3 separate regions of the Danio rerio genome follow, and regions 1 and 3 are each linked to region 2. Evidence: chromatin contacts called from public HiCAR-type data. All regions are on one chromosome and are shown on one strand. Each heading gives the region's core, a stretch centred on a gene start, on an enhancer-like site or on the middle of the called end of the contact. The rest is flanking DNA. Distances are from core to core; before and after follow the strand shown. Region 1 overlaps skia (v-ski avian sarcoma viral oncogene homolog a). Region 2 overlaps LOC137496334 (a long non-coding RNA gene). Region 3 overlaps skia (v-ski avian sarcoma viral oncogene homolog a).

Region 1 (4,311 bases), core at 1,070-3,569, 180 kb before region 2:
CAAAAAACAGTTAAGTTGCCCCCCACCCCAAAAGCACAAGAGTTGTGTTGTTTTTTCAACTCATTTTAAATAAGTAGTTTAAACATGCAACAAAAGTAGTTTTTTTTTATGTGTATTTTGTACGTTTACTTTACATTCGACTGATAAAAAGGCACTTCATTAAAAGCCAAAAGACCTAAAATCTAAAAACTGACAGATCCAATGTTAAACAAAATGTTATTGTAATGTCTGGCCTTAAAAACTGCGAGCTCCAGCGTGAGTGCAGGCGTCTCTGGGAGCAGATGCGAAAGAATGAGCTCATTGTTTATGGTTGAAACCTGGTGCAAATGTTGGTCTAAAACGCTCCCAGCTGCCCGACTGCTGTTGGCTGAGCGTCTGGCAGGAGAGATGGAGGAGTGTGGCATGAGGGCGCAGGCGGTGTTCATGTAGGCCACTGCTCATCTGTTTGCTTTTGTTGGGTCAGTCAGACTGCAGGCTTTTGTTCACACCGTGCATCGCTCACATCTGGCTTTCAAATCCGATCATGTTGTAAATGATGATGTTTGTTCGGTATGCTCACTTTATGTCAACATAGGGGACTAATTATCAGGGAAATTGGTTTCTGCTTTTTAATTGAATGATTTACATTGAAAATCAGGTTTTACTTGAACAGGGTTTTCACTTTTTTTTGTACTTTAGATTTGCTAATTGATGTATTTATTTTTGTTAGCATTTGTTCCTATTTTATATGAGCTTTTAGTTTTCAGTTATCAAATTTGTTTTAATTAATTTACTTTCATTTCAATTTTAGATTTGGTCATTTTAGTGTATAATCTTAAACGTTTATTTTAGTTAGTTTGTTTTATTACTTTGAATTAAAATAAAAGCCTTTTTTTATATTTTATTTTGCACACTTTAAAAGAATTTTTATTTTGTTTTTTATTTATATATTTTATTTTTTACATTTTTGTCTTGATTTCAGTTTGTTTTTGTGATTTTTATTTTGTGATTTTATTATATAAAAAATCTTTTTCAGTTTTAGATTGTCGTTTTAGTGCATAAAAAAAGCATTATTCTTGTTAGTCTTTTATTATTTTTAAATAAAATGAAAGCTTTTATTTTTATATTTTATTTAAACTTTTATTAATTTTATCCTAATTTTATTTATGTAAAATTTTTTGGTGATTTCAGTTTTGTGATTTTGTCAGTTTATTATTTTACATTTTTGTATAAAAATAACTAGATTTTTTTTTAGATTTTGTTATTTGGTGCATAAACTTACAAATTTATTATAGTTAGCTTTTTATTATTTTGAATAAAGAAATATCTTTTATTTTTATTTATATTTTCATTTTATTTTGCATATTTCTGCTTGATTTTTATCTTGTTATAATTTCTCCACTTTATAAAATAACTATATTTTTATGTCAGTATTGCATTTAATTGCTTTGATTTAAAGTCATTTTAATTTATTTTAGTTAAACCACAAGCACTCTTTTATTTGGAGGTTTTCAAACAACAAAACAGTTTGAGTCAGAAAATATTCACAAAGCCACATGATGGTCTGTGTCTGTGTGCTGAAGACAAAGGCTCTGTGGTAACTGGATGAGCCTGTGCACACTCAAGTGTTACCAAAACACACACCACACAGACCAAAACATCCTGTCCAACTAGCTCGCTAGAATGCAGCCCTGCAGGTGCAAATGCATACATTTGAATGCTTTAAATCGCAAAGTGTCAATGACAAAAGACAGGTGAGAGTAGTATGTAAGCTTTAGTTATAAAACTACAAGTACCAAAGCCTTTATAGAGTCTGTTCGCTTCACTCTGGATCAAAATGAGAACAGATTATACATTTAAATTTATCCATGTTTAAATCTGAAAATGTTAAAGATCTGCTGGTCAAGGTTAATCAGAATCAGAATCTTTATTGTCATTGTACAAAATACAATGAATTTTACATTTGCCCTTTCCTTCAGTGCAGTACTAATTGTCTAAAACAACAACAACAATAATAACAAGAGATTTTGCAACAATATTATACAAGGAGCATTTCAGAGCTATACATAGACCAAAAACACTTTTTCAAGGTGACATCTAAACAGCAAAGTCCTTTCCATTTAGGGCTTTATTGTATTATTTTCTTTTCTTCAACCTCCCACCTCTCCTGCTTCTTTCCCCCGTCTCTTTTCCTGGTGTGGAAAACACACTCGTCCATCGGCGAGCCAAAACCCAGTCGATGAGAACAGCAGGAAACACGGCCCTCTCCCCGCACCACTGTCCCATCAGAGGAAGGAGAAACCGAGGCTCTGAGAACGTCCCACAGTAAAGGAGACAGGGGAACCTTGGGGAGGGCAGTGTCAATGGAAAATCCTGCCTCTTGCCAACTCACACTGGTACATCCTACTCCTCTCTCTCTCTCTCTCTCTCTCTCCGTCTCTGGCTTCTTCGGCTAGTTTCTCACTCAGGATTTTACTGAGCACAAACTGCATCACAGGCTGGGGGAATATAAAAGCGGAAGCCGCAGCCAAGCCAAGGAACGCACTCTTGAGTCAATGTGGAAAATTATGCAAAGCCTCTTTATTCCCCCCGCCCCCCAACCAAATGCTTTCCTTATGCGCGATTGTGAATGGAAGTTTATATTGCAGTAAGCATTTCTTTCATTGAAAAGTTGGGATCGTGTCGCTGCGAGAAGCACTTCTGAATCGGAATGAATGGGGGGGATTGTGGCTACATTAATGATGTGGCATTTTCATCAGTCACGTGTTCTTGTTGTGATTATGCGAATTGGTGTTGGTTCGTTTTTGCATTGAGCCTCTGGATAATAGAATTTCGTGATAAATCTTGAAGGATTAAGGATGGTTTACAGCAGATCACTTTAATGATAACTATCGGCATCCAGATTAGCACAATAAAGCAAAGCAAAGGCTGTAGTTTTGTGGTCTGGAGCCTTAAATGTTTGAGCTGTTTGATTTGAATGGATTGTGATTGTCTTTCAATGTTTTTATTGTTCATGTTTTGAAAGGTTCCAATAGTAGGGTTTCAGCTATTGTAATAGTTGTGGTGAATACTAAAATGAATTTTGAGGGCTGCACAATATATTGTTTCCGCATCGATATCGCAATATAATCATTTGCAATAGTCACATCGCAGGATATGCAATGTTGATAAATAATGTTACGATAGCTGTTATAACAACAAGTTATGATTGAATCGCCTCTTGTTAAAGATGTGAAATAGTTTGACAACAAGCAGGAAATGTTCATGGGCCAGTCACATCACCACGTTGAAATGGTCTATAATGATTTAAAAAACATTCAGGTATAAGCATTTGTACCGTTTGTGACCTCAGCTGGATTAATTTTATTAAATTATTTTTATTTTTATCAGTCAGTTATTATTCGTGAATACTGTTATACGCGGGAAACGATTAAACACTTTATTTCAATTATGTCTTTTTCTTGATTATATTTATAGATTGTTATGTGTGAAAATACACATGCAAATGCAGAAATGCACTACAAGTAGCACAGACCACAATGAAAACGTGCCATGGAACCTTAAAAGGTTTGTTGACTGTTTATTAAAGTTTTAATTATTCATTCAATTGAGGTCGATCATTCTATGGATCATTCCCCTACACACAGTTTTATTAATCACTGCTTCTTTGAGTTTGCCCATGCTCATATTGGTATAAGATTTGACAGTATCAAGCCAACGAGTTCTTGGGCGGCCTTTTCTCCTACTTCCACTGACCATGACTGGTTTCTCGAGTGAATTGCTATGCATGACAAGACCAAAATAGGATAACTTCTGTTTGGTAATCTTGGCTTCCAGCGAGGTCTTTGGCTTAATGCACCCTAGGACTTCTTTATTGGCGATTCTCACTGTCCATGGGCTGCAGTGCTTATATCCTTACTTTACTATTAGATTATACGGAGATGTAAATAGTAAACATTAATTCATCAATCTCTAATTAAACATGTGCATGAAAACACTCACAACACATGCAAATACAGAATCGCACTGCAAGTAGCACAGACCACAAGGAAAATGTGTCTGGGAATCTCAAAAGGTTCATAGACTGTTTATTTGGTTTTCAATTATCCGTTCAATTGAGGTCGATTTTCAGTCATTGTATGGATCATTCCCCTCCACACAGTTCTATTAATCGCTACGCATGTTTGCTCATGTTGGTTTCAGATTTGACAGCATCGAACCAAGTTCTTCCTCCTAGTCCCACTGATCATGACTGCCGTCTCGAGTGAATTGCTACACAGGTCTTTGGCTTGATGCACCCTAGGACTTCTTTATTGGTGATTCTTGCTGTCC
Region 2 (3,826 bases), core at 1,311-3,810:
TGCTACTTATCCATTTATTCTGGAAAGTGTCAACTTTTAGCCCTGGATAAATATAAATGTTAGCGTGATTCATTGTTGCTCTTATAGTTGTGTAAATTGCTTCCTTGTCCTCATTTGTAAGTCGCTTTGGATAAAAGCGTCTGCTAAATGACTAACCGAAAAGAAAATAAATGAATTTTGATGTAACGGTTCTCCTTCGCACTCATGCTGGTGTTACTACCACAGCTGAATTCATTTTTCTTTCATGGTTGAGCTCTATTTTGGGGTTTTGTTCTTCCCAATTTCTTATCAACCTTTGCAATTTTCTGCTCTAGATTAGCTTTGGCTGGTCAGCATATTAGAGAGGTGGCCAAGTTCAGTCCTGGAGAGATGCAGGCCTCCAGAATTTTGATCCAACCTTGATAAATAACCTAGCTGATACTTCTGCATCAAAAATGTAACTACATGTCGCAACAATGCATATCGCAAGCTCTGTGATTGGTTGGCTTGGTAGCGCTGACAAGTGTGGGCGGGACTGAGAAATGTGCAAAGTCGTTGGATCGAGTGTTTAAAGGTGTTAATACCTGTGAAGGAGCTCCAGATGGAAAGTTTTGTTTTGTGTTTACCTTATGATTAAAGTTGTCGCTGGTTCCTGCCTCTGAATGAGCGAGTTTGAGCCATTTGTACATTAAGGTAACGTTCAGAAAAAACAAAACACCAACGAAGAAACACGACACAGAGGAACATAAAAATCTTCAGCAACACAAATAGCACAATGAGATATAAATACAAGCCGTTTTGAGGATGACCTTTGACAATTTGATCTATTTGGCTTTCCATGCGGCAACACGCAAGGCATGCGCCGTGGGTCACACTGATTACTCGATGCAGAAGTATACATCAGTTCAGGAGTGTTTGATTAGGGCTGGAGCTCAACTCTGCAGGACTGTGGCTCTCCAGGACCAAACTTGACCACCTCTGGCACATCATATTTTCCGGTTTCAGCAGGGACCCGTCCTATTTTACAATATATCTTGCCTATATGTCTTCCCTATACTTTTGTCCATCTGATTTTGATTGGATGCTTGTAGTTTGCTATTGGATGATCTCACAGAGAAAAGAAGATGCATCAAGGCAAGAAGAGGAGGAAGGTTTTTTTTGATTAATGAAGCTGCTCCTTAAAAAAAAAAGAAGAAGAATTGATTTTTTTATTTCACATAGACTGATGAGTCAAGCAAAATAACTCTGCAGGCACAGGACGTCAACACGACGTCATATTGACGTTCTACCCAAACATACCCAACGTCGTGGGGATGTTGGATTTTGTTTGGAGATGAAAATCAGGCTGACATCAGAACCCAACGTCAGACCGACATCAATGTCCAACCTAAAATCAACCAAATATCGATGTCTAATCATGTTACACCTTGACGTTGTGTGGATGTAACCACTATGACATCTATAAGACGTTGAATTTCGGCCACTTTCCAACACAACCTAAAATCAACCAAATAGCAACGTATTTGCCGTCGTTATTGGACGTCAAAATAAGGTTTTTAGACGCTGAATTAACATTGAAATTTGGTCACCTGAAATCATGACCTAAATCTAACCTAATTTTAACATATTACAGTATGTTGTGTGCCTGCTGGGTAACTTCTTTTTTTTTTGGTTGACTGTATGCCATTTTCTTGTAGAATGTCTCATGACCTGGTTCCAGCACACACGCACAATCTTGATAAATATCTGGTAAATCTAAACTGCTTCAGTCCAGTTTTCACAAGTGAAGTTCAGTTTAGTTCAGTTTGGTGTAATAAAACTGTCACAAAACACTAACAATCAAATCCAACAATGTATAGCTCCATAAGTCCCTAACCAAGCAAGGAACAAACTTTACCAATTGACAAAAGTGAAAGAAAAAATCCATAGACCCATAGTCCCATAGACATAATGATTTTTATACTCTACATACTGTATTTTATATCCCTCTACCCCAACACTACCCCTAAACCCAACTCTCACTGGGAACAATTAGCATGTTTACATTTTCATTAAACTTCATTCTGTGTGATTTATGAGGCGTTTTAAGAATTAGATTTGTTTTGTTATGTTTTTTTGATTGGACGACGACCCTGCAGATCCTTGCTAAATAGAATTTCCTTTCTTTTTTGGACTGAAATGTTATGCAAATGAAAGCTGATATTTCCTTGTAGGATCGGTCATGACATGTTGTGGGAATAATGGTGCAGTAAAGCAGGTGAGAGGTGAGACACCAGTGGAGCAGCAGATCAGGCCTCGGGGGAGCAGCAGATCCGTACCGCAGCTCTGACACTGAAGCTGTTTGCATATGCAGCGGCTCCCCAGCCTCCGTCGCCCACTTCAAAGTGCTGTTTATGCAGAGAAAAAAAAAAGCTTGAATCTCTCTGTCCTACCCTCTTCCCTGGGGGTAATGTTTTTTTGGAACACACACATGCCTTTTTTGTTGAAGGAAAAAAAACTGCATTTCAGCCTCCCACACCTCTCTCTCTATCTCTCTCTCTCTCTCCGTCCTCATCCGCAGCTGGTTCTCTGAGTTTTTCGGCCCCTCCTCCTCCCTTGAGTGCTGGAACGCAGTCCAACAGTGTAAGCACAGCTCTGAAACAATTGAACATCTGTTTGGAGTCGGGCCCAAGAACAGCCTTCCTGTTGTGCTGCACCAGTCGAACGCTTAACCCTTCCTTACCCACCTCTTCAGTCCAGCTACAACTCTCTTTACGCTCTTTCCTCAAGTTCACACTCGTTTAGTTCACCTCTCCAAGACCTCCTGCTTCGCTCTCCTCATCTTTTTTGGGACCGTTCTTCCTCTCTCCTCCCTGCTCTTCCTGTCTTACTTCATCTTTTGCATCCTCAAGTCAGTTCAGAGCCAAGCACAGCTGAAGCCTGCTGTGGTCAGACCTGAATGTGTAAGTTGACACCGGCAAACTACACTGATGTTACCCAGCACACACACACACACACACACACACACACACACACACACACACACACACACACACACACACACACACACTTGTACAGCTATCTTTATGAGCACTTCCCATAGTCGTAATAATTGTATACAGTACAAACTGTATATTCTATCCCTCTACACCAATCCTACCCCAAAACAATCGGCATCTTTACACTTTCAAAATACTAGGTTATGTGTGATTTTAATAAGACTCGAAATTGACTGGTATTGCTATACTTGTGGGGACTTTTAGTGACCCAAACATGTGTAATTCAAGGTATACACATAAACAAGCAACAGATTATTTACTGTAAAATAATTTGGATCAAGACCAATATGTTCCAAGAGAGACATCACGACTCAAAATAGTACACACAGTTCCTATTTTTGCATAAAACTACTGTATTTGGTTAAACTCTGCCCTTTAAACAATCTTGTGTCTTATTCAAATACCTTTTTTGGCAAATTGTTTTGTAGGAATTTGTAAGTAAACCCTTACTGCACTAATACTTCTGTCTATGCCATTAAACAAAGAAACATTATGAAATGCCCTCTAAATGAACTAAAACATCAGATTTTCTTTATGCGAGTAATCTATAGAAAGTCTGTAGCACGCCAGATCTTCACTGCTGTGTGAGCCTTTGTAAGTGTGTGTGTGTTTGTGTTTGACTGCAGTGTGTAATTCAACACACGTAGGTAAATAAGAGTTCAAGTTCACAGCTGTTGAAGCGAGAGGGAGAGAGAGAGAGAGGGAAGGACCGCAGGAATATTTGCCTACAGCACTGACCCTATTAGCCAGGATAGTCATAACCCACACGACAAACACCTACACACACACGTATACACACAGAGACACGC
Region 3 (3,999 bases), core at 785-3,284, 160 kb before region 2:
AAATGTCTGTAATCGATTTTTGAAATACCTCAAAAAAAAAAAAAAAAAAAAAAAAAGCCCAGACAGTTGAAATGTCTTGAGAAATCATATCTGTCTCTGTGATGACTGCTTCAGTTTTAGCTAATCAGTAAGCACAACAAATTTGAAAATTAGCCACACAAATGAACTCATCTTTATTTCTATAGTGCTTTTACAATGTAGATTGTTTCAAAGCAGCTTAATATAGAAGTTCTAGTAAATTGAAATTGAAACTGTGTCAGTGTGGTTTTTAAGAGTTGAAGTTCAGTTTAGTTTAGTTCAATGTGGTTTAAATTGCACTGCTGAAAGTCCAAACACTGAAGAGCAAATCCATTGATGTGGCACTCCACAAGTCCCAAACCAAGCAAGCCAGTGGCAAGTACCAAAGCTTCACCAATTGACAAAAGTGAAGGAAGAAACCTTGAGAAAAACCAGGTTTAGTTAAGCGAGATCATTTCTTCTCCGGCCAAACTTCTTGTACAGGGGATTCAGGCTGGCCCACAAGATCAATGCAGAGACTCATCCACCATAAGAAATGCTAACGGACTGTTTCCGAGTAAGTTTGATACCAACATTTAGGCAATTTCTTTGAAGAGGTTGTAAAAAAAAAGTGTAAAGTTGACGTTAGTATATTGGCAAAATAGCTAAAATACTTCTCAAATGAGTTTTTGAGATGTTCCAGTTTGAAGGAGCGAAAGTGATTGAGAATAGTGGGATTAGCCTCAATAATATCTGGATTACCGTGTCAAAAAGACAACCCACACGCGATCTTGTCTGAACTGGCTAATTCAACATCGCTCGTCCTCATCTCCTGAATCAGTCATTCTTTCATTTCCCCCCTTTCATTTCTTTCAGGAGTTTGTGACCTCTGCATCTCCCAGAATGAGTGTGTGTAGGCCATGTTTCCTATTCTGTGTGAGTGCGTGTTTGTTTTGGCACTTCTTTCAGTCCGTCACATGTATAGACATGTGCGTTTGACTCCGCAGAGACTACCGAAATATTCGCACTGTTCCACTGGCCCAAAGTAACATTGAGCACAAGTGAATGTGTGTGTGTGTGTGTGTGTGTGTGTGTGTGTTTGAGACCACAGTCCCAGGCCAGCTGTCTGGAAACAGGACATGCCTACACACACATCATGTGTGCTAATCCACAGATATTGATACGTGTCCATGTTGATGCTAAAAAGAGGTGTGTTTTCCGGCATTTTGACTACATTTTTATTTAATTGTATAGTGTATATTATAGCCATCTCAGTTATACTGGGATTGCTTGATGATACCCAAAGCAGGCTCTGTTTATTACAAGTATGCTAGGCTAAGCATATAGTATATGATGCTAATTTCGTCTTGAATTTTTTTGTATATTTTTTTACGTCAGCATATGGTGTCAAAATAAATATCCAGCGCAGAGAGTTTGTCCATAAGAGGGCAACACTGAACATATAATGTAAAAAGATACATATAGAACAGCAACATACTACTGAAGACAGCAAAAACAACAGACACAAGTGAAAATGCATTCTTTCTAGTGCGCATGTTTTGAGTGCCAGTGTCTGCACACTATTACTAGTGTGTCTACAAGGTGGCAACAATGAACAGGGCTGTTGTTTCATTGCGTAAGGAAAAAAACAGAGATGGGACAAGAGAAACAACAAACTACAGAAGACAATGAAAACAATAAACACCTAGGAAAATGCGCACTCTATAGTGCACCTACTATCAAATGAAGCACACTTCGAAAGTCTTGCGTGTGACTGTGAAACATATAAAAACTTTTTAAATGTCACTTTTGCACATTCGTTTTAGTCATAGCTGTCACCAAGCCTCTTCTCCTTCGATCAGTCTTTCCTCCCCTTCATATGAGGAATGAGAGAAATCTCTCTCTCCGACGCTTTCTATGTTTATGAGGTCATAAATGCTGGAATTTTTCGGTGAGGCTCTCTGAATATTTTTATGAGTGCGCTCACGATGGCGGCTCCTTTGACAGCGCTGAAAGGCAGTCATTAAAACGAGAGCGAGAAAAGGAGGCGAAAGGGAAAGAAACGAGTCCTGGCTGAAAGAGGCTTCTCTCCTGAGGGGGTTTAAACTGTCACTGCGTTTGAACTTTTCTAGAAACGACTGCCATTCGCGAAGCCAGAAAGAAGCAAGTTCACAACTGTCTCACACTCCCAGGAAACTTTAGAATCTCCCATTGTCAAATATAGACAAAAAAAGATGTGATTTGGCCTTATAAAATCTGTTTGTTTTTGTATCATTACTGTTATTTTAGAATATTATTATAATAATATTATAATATATTGGAATTTGTATTTGACATTTTATCTGAAATAATTATAATAACACTTTCATAATATAATAAACATTGTCACACTCCTATAGTTTATCATTTCAAAATTTAGAATTAGTTTTCTATAACAAATCAGAATTATCATATACTTGCTGTTTTTAATTATTAACACAAGCTTATTGTTTATTTATTTGCTTGCTTATTTGATTTTATGTAAAAAGAAAAACACACACACACACACACACACACACACACACACACACACACACAAACACACACACACACACACACACACATATATATATATAATAAAACAGATTTTTTATGATACTAATAATAATAATAATCCTCAAAGTTGTCAATGAATAAAATAAATACAAATAATATTAGAACAATATTCATCTGCAAAAAATTAGTTTGTGGTTTTACCTATGCTTGTTGACAATAAAATAAAATTTTACACTGATTTACATCATTTGGTACACTTCTTTCTTTAAAAAGCAACAGACAAAACCATATAGATTTATAATATCGGTTATCGGGCATCAGTCAGAATTAAGCTGCTTCTAATGAGAGATCTGGCTATTAGTAGACATGAGGTAAGACATGCTAGAAGAAAGCAACATGTACACATTCGTAGATCAATACGCGTCCATTAGGGTCCAGCCTCAGCAATTTCAACAACTTTCGAAAAACATTGAAATGTGATTATCTTGCTCTTAGATGCTTTTAAGTTTGAGACTAAATGAGTCATAGATTTATGCCTCTCTGAGGAATCCTCTTATTCCTCCTCCTCCTCCCCTCTCCCTCTCTCTATTTCTCTCTCTGTTTTTGTTGATGTTGTATTGAAATAATTTTGTGCTTACAATGAAACCTTTTCTATTAGCTTTAAGCCTCTGTTTACTGTATTTGATGGTGATCTGCATTTTCTTAGTTGTTTTTGCATGTATTATTTGTGTATATGGTGGTTTTATTGTAAAATTCAAAATTCTTGCTCTCTCTCTTTCTGTCCTTTTTGTGACACTCTTCAGAATGTTTAGAATGTTTTGTGTGTTTTAGACTGAACTCATCAATCAAACTACTGGAAAATATCTTAGGTTTGATATTAGGTTTTATTAGGTTAGATTGGGCTTTTACATTTTTACCATATCCTGGGTTGCAGATATAAGAGGTCTTAACAACAAGTGTAAGCTTTGCCAATTATTAAAAGCAGAAGAAGTTAAGCATGTTTTTTAATTGGTTATGTTTTTGAATCGTAACATTTGCTTTTTTTATTTTTATTGTTTTTATCGTTTTCATTATGAAAAGTCTCTTCATTGTCAGTTGGCAGCTTCTTATTTTGCCTAGAGTTTGTTTTGCAGATTAAGTGTTGAGTGTGCGAGGTGTGTGATGATGACAGTTGTGTCAAAAGCAGGACGTGTAGTGTCTTTCCTGAACTCCACATTTGCCCTCTGTGTGTCCGATGGGAGCAGGGTCTTTTGCGTTCCCACACAGACCGTTGCCAAAGCAAATTTGGAAGGGAAGTGGAACCCAATCCCTCCTCTCTGGTGCGACCAAGTTTAGAAAATACCAGGTTTATGTGTGTGTGTGTGTGTGTGTGTGTGTGAGTGTGTGTGTGTGTTTCTAGTAGAATATGCAAGCCAGCAGCTGCACTGAACTTCGTTTTGATGTGGTTTTGTGTGTGCGGCGGCGCTG

What was found. HiCAR-type assays count read pairs that join an accessible place to other places.
Region 1: a HiCAR-type map of caudal fin shows a contact between it and region 2, with 7 times the contacts expected there. The contact joins two enhancer-like sites. A contact is called at or near these places in 1 of 18 Hi-C or Micro-C datasets (caudal fin) and 1 of 4 datasets of contacts at active chromatin or transcription factors (caudal fin).
Region 3: a HiCAR-type map of caudal fin shows a contact between it and region 2, with 5 times the contacts expected there. The contact joins two enhancer-like sites. A contact is called at or near these places in 1 of 18 Hi-C or Micro-C datasets (caudal fin) and 1 of 4 datasets of contacts at active chromatin or transcription factors (caudal fin).

The regions. Positions count from the first base shown.
Region 1 is chr8:19,316,754-19,321,064 of GRCz12tu, reverse strand. All of the region lies in intron 1 of skia (v-ski avian sarcoma viral oncogene homolog a), which reads left to right. It also overlaps a transcript of LOC137496334 not described here. Among named protein-coding and RNA genes, the nearest start is that of skia, 56 kb to the left of the region's middle. Within about 2 kb of position 2,319, at least 17 of the 62 cell types and tissues checked have an H3K27ac peak or open chromatin away from gene starts, as enhancers often do. A contact at or near this core is called in caudal fin, where this site is marked.
Region 2 is chr8:19,141,020-19,144,845 of GRCz12tu, reverse strand. The region is part of intron 2 of LOC137496334 (a long non-coding RNA gene); the gene reads right to left. Among named protein-coding and RNA genes, the nearest start is that of dimt1l, 100 kb to the right of the region's middle. Within about 2 kb of position 2,560, at least 33 of the 62 cell types and tissues checked have an H3K27ac peak or open chromatin away from gene starts, as enhancers often do. A contact at or near this core is called in caudal fin, where this site is marked.
Region 3 is chr8:19,295,441-19,299,439 of GRCz12tu, reverse strand. All of the region lies in intron 1 of skia (v-ski avian sarcoma viral oncogene homolog a), which reads left to right. The region is part of intron 4 of LOC137496334 (a long non-coding RNA gene); the gene reads right to left. Among named protein-coding and RNA genes, the nearest start is that of skia, 77 kb to the left of the region's middle. Within about 2 kb of position 2,034, at least 4 of the 62 cell types and tissues checked have an H3K27ac peak or open chromatin away from gene starts, as enhancers often do. A contact at or near this core is called in caudal fin, where this site is marked.